Regions from separate parts of the Xenopus laevis genome. Here region 2 is linked to region 1. A link is a contact called in public Hi-C data. All regions are on one chromosome and are shown on one strand. The core of a region is the stretch at or near the end of the contact, and the rest is flanking DNA. Distances in the headings are between cores, read along the strand shown. Region 1 overlaps ippk.L (inositol-pentakisphosphate 2-kinase). Region 2 holds the start of cenpp.L (centromere protein P L homeolog).

Evidence for each region. Hi-C and Micro-C count contacts between places; a contact is called where the count stands out from the background.
Region 2: a Hi-C map of the XTC cell line shows a contact between it and region 1, with 4 times the contacts expected there. The contact joins the promoter of cenpp.L here to the enhancer-like site in region 1. A contact is called at or near these places in 2 of 4 Hi-C or Micro-C datasets (the XL177 cell line and the XTC cell line).

Annotation. Positions count from the first base shown.
Region 1 is chr4L:122,479,971-122,484,908 of Xenopus_laevis_v10.1, reverse strand. It overlaps ippk.L (inositol-pentakisphosphate 2-kinase), which reads right to left. Exons shown (of 13, transcript XM_041590752.1): 9 at 4,735-4,938; 10 at 2,914-3,064; 11 at 719-821. Among protein-coding and RNA genes, the nearest start is that of ippk.L, 34 kb to the right of the region's middle. Within about 2 kb of position 2,353, at least 1 of the 7 cell types and tissues checked has an H3K27ac peak or open chromatin away from gene starts, as enhancers often do.
Region 2 is chr4L:122,641,295-122,646,232 of Xenopus_laevis_v10.1, reverse strand. cenpp.L (centromere protein P L homeolog) reads left to right here and starts at 2,642. Exons shown (of 9, transcript NM_001114789.1): 1 at 2,642-2,861. It overlaps nol8.L (nucleolar protein 8), which reads right to left and starts at 2,676. Exons shown (of 17, transcript XM_018258926.2): 1 at 2,537-2,676; 2 at 363-532. The coding sequence starts at 495.

The sequences.
Region 1 (4,938 bases), core at 1,104-3,603:
GACTTGGATATCAGTCGGCTCGCTGATCGAGGCTGGACTCAATTTTGATTGGGCGCCTTTGAAGGCACCTGAAAATCACCCATTGTTAGTGCTGAATCGTCAGATACAGGTAGAATTGTTTCTTCCTGTATATCGTATATGGATGATTCAGCTCTACACGTGTGTATTGAAACAAATGATCTTTCTTGGAATGACTTTTTCCAAGAAAGAGCGTAATTGTTACGTCTATGGCCACCATAACTAAGAGTTAGAGAGCTGAAAAGCAGGAAGTAGTGTTCTGTGATGTTAGACATCCAGTCACTCCAGCCTTTATACATTACATTTTGGCTAACGAACTAGATTAGAAACATTTTTTAGCCCATCTATTTACCCAGTTTTTATTTTTACACTGAATTGTTCCTTTAATAAAGACCAGTTCTCCTGTGAAAAGGACAGTGCTGGGCCATGAGGTACTTGTGCCAAAGACAAGTTCCTTTTGGCCCAGGTCCTGCTCACATGTATGCTGCCGTTACAGCCATCGACCTGCTAGCCACTCCCACTCCAGGGAGCCAGGATGGCCGGGAGAAGAGAGACTACACGGTAATTTTTTTCTATATTAAATGTGCCCACCTGCAGCTGTCTGACCCTGTAAATAAATCATTTTGGCTTTTCGCATGAAGCCCTTGTTCACTCCACAAGGTAAATGGTAGAAATCTTATAGAAGTCTGTGAATATTTACCTTGGTCACTGCATATGATACGCTGCCATCGTCTTCCAGAGAGAGGTCTTTTAACTTCTCAAAGAATGTTTCATCATACGGCCCATCCAGTAGTAATGTGCTTCTGTAAATACAATTCATGCCAATAAAGAGAATTTTTGAATTATTGATAAACGAATGTGCCCCTAAATGATTTGCTATTGCTCTTGAAAAAACAAGCAGTCCCTGCAAGGTAGACAGATGACACACTGCTGCCATCTTCTGGTAATTCAATGAACTGCACATGGACTTGAAGGCGACACACAGAATAAATGAAAAAAAGCCTAATTTTGTAGGCAATTGTGTATACTATATGGTGCTAGTTTTACATTGTGCTAAAAATTAATATCTTTTAAAATGGCCCCTTTATTGGAGCTCCCTATTGATGTTCACTGTCCATGTTTCTGGCAGGGACCATTAGGACACGCCCACCCTGGGAGGGGGACAGCCAATCACAGCCCCGCAGTCACATAAGCAAAGACAGGTTTCAGTTCCCTATCAAGTCAGCCTAACTGCTGATTGGTTCCTGTCCTACAGTGAGCTGAGAGCCGCCGGCTCCCCTGCACATCCTGGGAAAGGAGGACGGGACTAATAGAGATTTTGCAGAAATTTCCAATAAACCAAAAACTCCACTTTTTCCTTCTATATCTAAAGAGTAAAATGCACTGACACATTCTTGTTTTTTTCCCCATAAAATATCTCCTTTAATCGTTTATATATCCTGATTGTTGGGAAATGCAGAAAAGTTCTGTATCTATTTATACAGCCACACAGAAGGTGGGGGCATGTACTGAATGTGTAACCTGTATAACCCCATAGGCCCCTGTATTGGACACACTGTAATGTTGCATCACACACAGGCATGTGCAAACCATCACTAGTAGCAGTATGCACAAAATGTCTCTGTCTTAAATATATTGATAATGGGTTGAGTGCAGAGGAATCTTGTATTTGTCTATATGTATTTTGTGGTCACACCCTCATTGCACCCCCGCCTAATGATTTTGGAAACTAGTGGTGAGCACAACTTTCCCTTGTTTGTTATAGTTTATACAGGAGCAGTGACCAGCTCCATGTTGTAGCTCCCACCCTTCCCAACTATAGTCAGGTGATCCCACTGGTGTCTAATAAAAGGGCAGCCAAGTTTGGGAGTTTTACTTTGAAAGCAGCGAGTAAGTTGCAGGTAAACCTTAGTCCCTTTGTAAACTATATAATGAAGCAATAGAATTCTTAATGAATCAGATGAAAATTGAGCATAGGACTGGCCAGATATGGGATGACTTTGACGTAGTTGGCCAGCTTAAATATATTGCAATATATGGACAAACAATCCCTGTTTTGTTTAAAGGGGAAGGCATTTTTCAGTAGCAGTATGCACAAAATGTCGCTGTCTTAAATATATTGATAATGGGTTGAGTGCAGAGGAATCTTGTATTTGTCCAAACCATCACTAGTAACATGTGAGGAAAGAGAGAGTATATAAAATAAGTTATCAACCAAAAGGAACTCCTACGTTTATTAAAGGACATGTTTCCCTCCCCCCCCCACACACACACAACATTTAATCAGTGAACAGTCTCTTTGAAATCTTTAGTTACCTGCCACTCTGTCCCCTCCCTCAGGAATTTACTTTGGCTGTTGGCTACTGAGCATGTTCTTCTCAGCTCAGATTACTAAACACACCCTCCAGTCTAACAGCCAATGAAGAGATAGCATTGCTGGTTCCCATAGTCCTCTAGTTGTCTGATCCTATTTTATTCTCCTAACCACCTCTACTGAGCTCAGCTTAACCATTACAATGCTCAACCCCAGCAGAACTTTTTATTACAGTATGTTGTGCCTTGTAACCTGCATACTGCATTGCATGAACTTTACAGCATACATATCTCAATGTTATTGATGATTTGCCAGAAGAATATGGCCGCCGGGTAAGAGCTGCTATTTGTTTTAGGAAAATGTGATGGCGCTGGTAAATGGAAGGGGTATAGTCCGTACAAATGATTTGGCTTGGGTGGGGAAGATATGCCCAATTTATATACATGGTAGGAAAATGTAGGATTACGTGTCCTTTAAGAAACAAAAGGTTCACCTCCATCCCCAAGCATAACCTGCACAGAAGGATCAGCAGGGATTATACCAGTGATTTCCGGTCAATGGGATGAAACAAAGACAATCACCTTTCCTCAGGGAATTCCGCCAGGTACTTCTCCACTCTCTTGTACAATGGATTGAGACCTTCAATGTCCAGCATGTCCAGCATCTGAGTCTGCAGAGTCTTATACAAGATGCAGCCTGTAGGCAACCCCGTTGTCTCTGTCGCATGTTTACCTGCAGAGATGGGAAAAGGCCATTTCTCTCCTGAGCAGAGGAACATTAGAATAAACATATATCTCTGACTATACAGTAACATGAACCAACCAGCAAGTAGCACGGTTACAATTCTTATTATAGAAGCACTTTATAAAAGGCTTTATAGCTTTGAAACAGAAAAAAAAAATTACATTAAAGTGCTTAATTAAAATTAATATTATTTAAATAAAGTGCTCAAGCAGTTTTTAAAGTGGGCAAAGAAATTCTGCCAGGAGCTCAAGGATATCAGGACATCCAGCCTTCTCCCACGTTAGTAACGTTTCCTGAATAAAATAATGTTGTGCTGGAAATAACAAAGGCACAGACTGCTTTGCTAGTTTAAAGGAGAAGTAAAACTTAAAGGGGTAGTTCACCTTTAAATTAACTTTTAGTATCTAATAGAATGGCCAATTCTAAGCAACTTTTCAATTGGTCTTCATTATTTATATTTTATCTTTTTTTTTTTTAAGTTTTTTTCCTATGACTCTTTCCCGCTTTCAAATGGGGGTCAGTGACCCCATCTAAAAAAAACCAAAAACAAATGCTCTCGAAGGCTACAAATTTATTGTTATTGCTACTTTTTATTACTCAACTTCTATTCAGGGCCTCTCCTATTCATATTCCAGTCTCTTATTTAAATCAGTCAATGATTGCTAGGGTAATTTGCATCCTAGAAACCAGATTGCTGGTTCGTGATTATCGAATAAACTCGCCAGACACTAACTTTCGACGCATTTCTGTGTTTCGCCGCTAGCAAATTTATTAACGAAACTGCGGTGACAATTTGCCACCGAAAAATCCGCTGCTTCAACAAAAAATTGACACGGGTCAAAATAGTCGATCGCATAAAAATTGACGGGCGTCAAAACTATTATGACGCCTAATGGCTTCAATTCGTTTTGCAAATTTTTCGCAGTTTTGCAAATTTTAGCAAACCCAAATGGCACAGATTTGCCCATCACTATAAATTGTCTCAGAATATCACTCTCTACAATCATAATAAAGGTGAACAGCTCCTTTAAAGGAAAACTATACCCACCAAACAATGTAGGTCTCTATTAAAAGATACTGAGTAAAACAGCTCATGTGTAAAACCCTGCTTCATGTAAATAAACCATTATCATAATAATATACTTTTTTAGTAGTATGTGCCATTGGGTAATCATAAATAGAAAATTGCCATTTTAAAAAATAAGGGCCGCCCCCTGAGATCGTAAGATTCACTGTGCACACATACAAACCACATGTAAGGTCACATGAGCCAATTAACAGACAGAGTTCTGCCTTTTGCTTCCTCACTTCTTCCTGTTACAGTTAGAGTTGTAGTATTTCTGGTCAGGTGATCTCTGAGGCAGCACAGATACAGTCACCAAATGGTGGTTCAAGGCAAGAGATGTAAAAGGGCAATATTTATGTAAATATATATTCCAGTTTGGTAAGATTCTTTAATCTATCAATTTGATATAAACTATCTGTTGCTTAAGTATTCATTTTGGGGGTATAGTTTTCCTTTAACAAGGAATTAGCTACAGCTCCCAGTAGCTTGGGTGTTTTGCATGTAGATCTGCAAGAGCCTGAAACATTCCAACTGTATGTAAAGGAGTTCAGCAATAGTTGCAGTTATAATGTGCAATGACAGGAGGACCTACTGTTTAACAGGTGTGGGCAGAAATGGCTGGCTTCACAGTAGTTTCTTCCCTGGGACAAGGGGATAATAGGCATGATGTTTGCTGCTCTGGCTGTGTCTGTGCTGTTATTTAGCAGGACTGACGTCAGCATGTGGATTAACTCTTTCACAACAGTTTTGGGGCATTGAGGTCCACTGATCAATCCACTGGCAGGGAAGAAAAATG
Region 2 (4,938 bases), core at 1,393-3,892, 160 kb before region 1:
TACAAATAAAGGTTTTTTTCACTTCCAAAGGGGAACTAAAACTTGGCGGTTAATTCCATATGGATCTGTCCAATCAGAAACTTCTGAAGAGCCCTTCAGCTGACCAATGGAGAAATAGAGCAGTATCTCCAAGCCCCAGCACAGTGTTTTTTACAGCTGCACTGGTAACATGTCCCTATTAGTGATAAGACACCATCAGAAACCTGCCTAAAGTTTCCCTTCGCAGGTTCTTGGGGCCATGACTATAGTTGTGAAAGGGGAAATGGGGCCTGCACAGATTGTACCAATTCAGGAAATTGATTATTCCCATCCATATCTCCTATGCATTATATGCAAAAAGCTGTAACAAAATAGTCTCTCACCCTGTTCGTCTTTCCTGGAAATGATGTCCACATCATTCACTTTCCCGAATTTCCCAAATCTATCTGTGAGTTCAGAATCCGTGACAGAGGACCCAATTCCTCCGACATAGAGACGTTTTAATGATGCTTCCATACTTTTCAGGACTTGTATATGACAGGGTCAAGTTCTGCTGCATAAAATAATGAACAGAGTTATAACACAAACAGTTAGATTTGGGCTAAGAATGATCACTAATAAACTTTGAAAATAGGCCACTATGTTATCTCCTCCTGTTTTCAGCTTAAACCTCCAGGGCACAGCCTTGAGCATGCTCAGTTTTCTCCTCTCCCCCACCCATGCTGTAATCTGAGCCCAGGGCTATGAGTGAGCAGGGAGAGACAGGCAGGAAGTGAGGTCACACCAAGCCAATATGGCAGTTGCTATCCTAAACAAACAGAGAACACTTCAAGAGCTGTTTACTCAAGTACGATAAAGCATTCTGCAGAATAAATATACGGTTATAGCTTGCACTATTGTGGCTAAGCTTTTCTTCTCCTTTAAAATAACTTTTTGTATGATGTAGAGAGTGATAGTCTAAGAGAATCTGCAATTGGTTTTCATTTTTTTTGTGGTTTTGAGTTATTTGGCTTTTTATTCAGCACCTCTCTAGTTTGCAATTTGGTTGTTATGGTCCAAGGTCACCCTAGCAACCATACATTGATTTGAATAACAGACTGGAATATGAATAGGAGAATGCTTGTATGGCTTTCCTTACACTAATGGAGTAAAGCTTTTCTCTGGCCTACCAGAGTCTGCATGCCTCTAGTATGGCATCTATTATCCAGAAACACGTTATCCAAACAGAAGTAATTTCCAATAAAATTGTATCCTCTCTACAATGATCAGACAGCAATACATAACATAAGTTCATATATGTGGCTAAACAATAAAACGTTCTATTGTTTAATCAGTAACAGGGTTTAAATTACAGGAAGACTGAAAACCTGAGATCCCAAGCATTTTAGATAGCAGATCCCAAGCATTTCAGATAGCAGATCCCAAGCATTTCAAATAACAGAACCCAAGTATTTCAGATAGAACTCAAGCATTCCAGATAACAGATCTCAAGCATTCCAGATAACAGATCCCAAGCATTTCAGATAGCAGAACCCAAGCATTCAAGATAATAGATCCCAAGCATTTCAAATAACAGATCCCAAGCATTTCAAATAACAGATCCCAAACATTTCAAATAACAGATCTCAAGCATTCCAGATAAGAGATACCAAGAATTTCAGATAGCAGAACCCAAGCATTCAAGATAACAGATCCCAAGCATTTCAAATAACAGATCCCAAGCATTTCAGATAGCAGATCCCAAACATTTCAGATAGCAGATCCCAAGCATTTCAGATAGCAGATCCCAAGCATTTCAGATATCAGAACCCAAGCATTCCAGATAACAGATCCCAAGCATTTCAGATAACAGATCCCAATCATTCCAGATAACAGATCCCAAGCATTCCAGATAACAGATCCCAAGCATTCCAGATAACAGATCGCATAGAGGAACTACTGACAGAGAATTCCCAGTAACAATAGCATTTCATCATGACATTAAGCGAAGTATTTTCTTCAGAGCATTCGGCACAACATAACTAACACGTGTTTCAATGAGAACCTATTAAAATGTGCATTTTGGAGAGTCTGGCCCTGACACCTACTCGGCAAGTACTTCTTTATAACAACTACATTCACAATGACACTCAATCGATATTAAACTACAAATCCCAGCTTCCCCCAAACAGTCGAAGGGCCCTGTAGTATGGGTCTACCTGGGGCGCACCAGGACACGTTATTCCCATACTCCACTAACCTGCACATAAACATTCCGTCTAACACATGGTCTTACACTACCGTTTCCGGAAGCTGCGTCTCGCTAATAGGAACCCCTCAGAAACATTGTCAAGGACTGACCGTTCCGCTTCCGGAAACACATAAGAAGGAGACCCTGCATTTCTTTCTTGTGTAGGCGCCTAGGACATCCAGTAATTTGCTGGACATATAAGTACGCTCGCATTTGTCTTTTCTAGAAGAATAAATATTAGGGAGTTTAAGATCAACGTGTTTAAATAATCACTGATCTCCGAATTCAAGCGCCAGCGGATGGGTAGTTGCAGGAAGGAGCCTTTACCTTGAGGTGGCGCTAAAGCCAAGGGTCAGACCAATAACCGAGTAAAGAAGGATACAAATTTCGGCGGGGACATCACACAGCCCTGACTGGTTTCCTTACAGGTTCCAAACGGGAACACTGCTTCCACTTCCAGAAACCTTAGTTCAGGTTGTGATTAAAACCAATAGCTTCCAATTTGGCTGGGTTGTCATTAAAGATTAGAACTCTCCCCCCCTCCTTTCGTTCTGCGATTTAGATGCGGCCGTAGCAAAGGTGAGGCGATTTGACGGGAAACTCGGGAAAGTTCAGTGACAGCTACGCACGAGAAGACAAAAAAGCGGGAAAGGTGAGGTTATTTAAAGGAGACATTTTGTGTAAAAAAATAAGAATGTACCAGTGCGTTGTACTCATTTACATATAGAAGAGTTGTGCTTAAAAAAGTACTGTTTCAGGCTGATTTATTGAATATTTCTGCAAAAACCCTACTAGTCCCTCCCTTCTCTTCTACTTCCTGCTCCCTGAATTCCCAGGTTGTGCAGGGGAGCCGGCGGCTCTCAGCTCACTGTACTGTAGGACAGGAACCAATCAGCAGCTAGTAGGGCCTGATAGGGAACTGAAGGCTGTCTGTGCTTGTGTGACTGCAGGGCTATGATTGGCTGTCCCCATCCTGTGCTTCCGACATGGACCATTAGGACACGCCCACCACTCGTTTAAAACACAGACGGACCAGTTTACATCTATAGGGAGCTCCAATAAAGGGGCTATTTTTAAAGATAATTTTCATTTTTAGCACCATGTAAAAGCAACACCATATATTACTCCTAATTAATTACAAAATTAGGGTTTTTTCATTTATCCTACTTGTCTCGACAGGAGCTGCGTGAGGGAGGAGGCAGTAGTGGGCGCTCACAGGGATGGAAGGGTTTATGCATTGGAATATGATGTCCTTACTGATATCCTGCACTGGTAAAACTTGCATGTGTGTTTTGGAAACACAGCCCGAGTTTATATAAATAAGCTGCTTGTAGCCATTGGGGCAACCATTGAAACTGAATAGGGCCAAAAGGTGCAGCTTTGCATGAGAAGTAAAGAAAACAATGCAATAAACCAGGGCAAATGCCGTTCTTGTATCCAATGTTCCCCCTAATTCTTTGAAATTTGTGTGCTCAGATCAGAATATATGCAAACCTTTGTGTTTTCACACAAAATTCTTTGTGCGCTGGCCCCAAAATGTGTGAGCAAGAGCACAGCTTAGAGGGAACATTTCTTGTAGCCGTACAGCACTATCGATTAAAAATTGTTGGTGCTTGAGCAACAGATACAAAATGAAAAAAATATATATATTTTAATTTTGTGTCATGCTGATCCTGTAAGCAGGCCTGGATTGTGGTGAGGCCACAAAGGCCTGGGCCTAGGGTGGCAAATTTTTCGGGGCAGCATGCTGCCCAGCTGCTCTATGGGGGGCACTGGGGACACGCTGCTCCCAGTAGTCCATCACTTGCACGCCAGCGCTCATGCGCCTGTGCGAGGTAGGGCGGGTGCTAAGACCGCCCGGCAAATCTGGCGCTGTGTGTAAGGTTAGAACTCCAAATCTTATTCTGATGGGTGTGCAACAGACCACCATCCATAGAAATATATAAAACTTCTCATTTTATTGGAACATGATTAAAAAGCTGCCTGACGCGTTTTCTGTCTCACACTTAATATTAAGCATTGCTAAGAGCAGAACCCCCAAAAGCCAAACCTAAAGCAGCAGTCTATGGCAGTTGACATTAGCCCCTCTGAATTTCTAGACTATCAGCCACTTAGGGTTGCCACATGTCCAGTTTTGACCCAGAATTTCCTTCTGGGTCAAAACTGCCTGTCTGTCCAAATTAGGAAAACCATGCAGGACTCCCTGAAATTGATGCTGTCATCACCCACCCAGAGTTATCAGCGGGGAAAGGTGGCAATCATACAGTCACCTGTTTAACAAAAGCTGGAGGGCTGCATATTTGCCAGAAATATTTAAATTAGCCAGAGATGTTAACTCGGAACCACAGCTCCGTGGGGGTAACAGCAGTGTGGAAAACATTGTGGCTTATTGGGAGGACTTGATGATGCCATGGCATATGGGAAAATGCCCTTCTAATGTCAATGAATGTTCACTGCACAGGCCCAATAATAATAATATTTACAACTGTGGCATCTTACAACAGCTCCAATGGCATATAGTTTTAAATTGTTTATTAATGACCTGCAAGTGGGCATTGTAAGCACTTTACTCCGTGTTGGTCTGAGTTGTCCAGGAGGCTCCCTTCCCCTATAGGAGGCTGTTCTTTCAAGGCCCCACCACCCAAGCTGCAGAGGGACCCTCGTCACAAACCCCTACCATCTGACCTGCTTTCCCACTGCATGTGCTGCCGGTCGCCAGGGGTCCAATG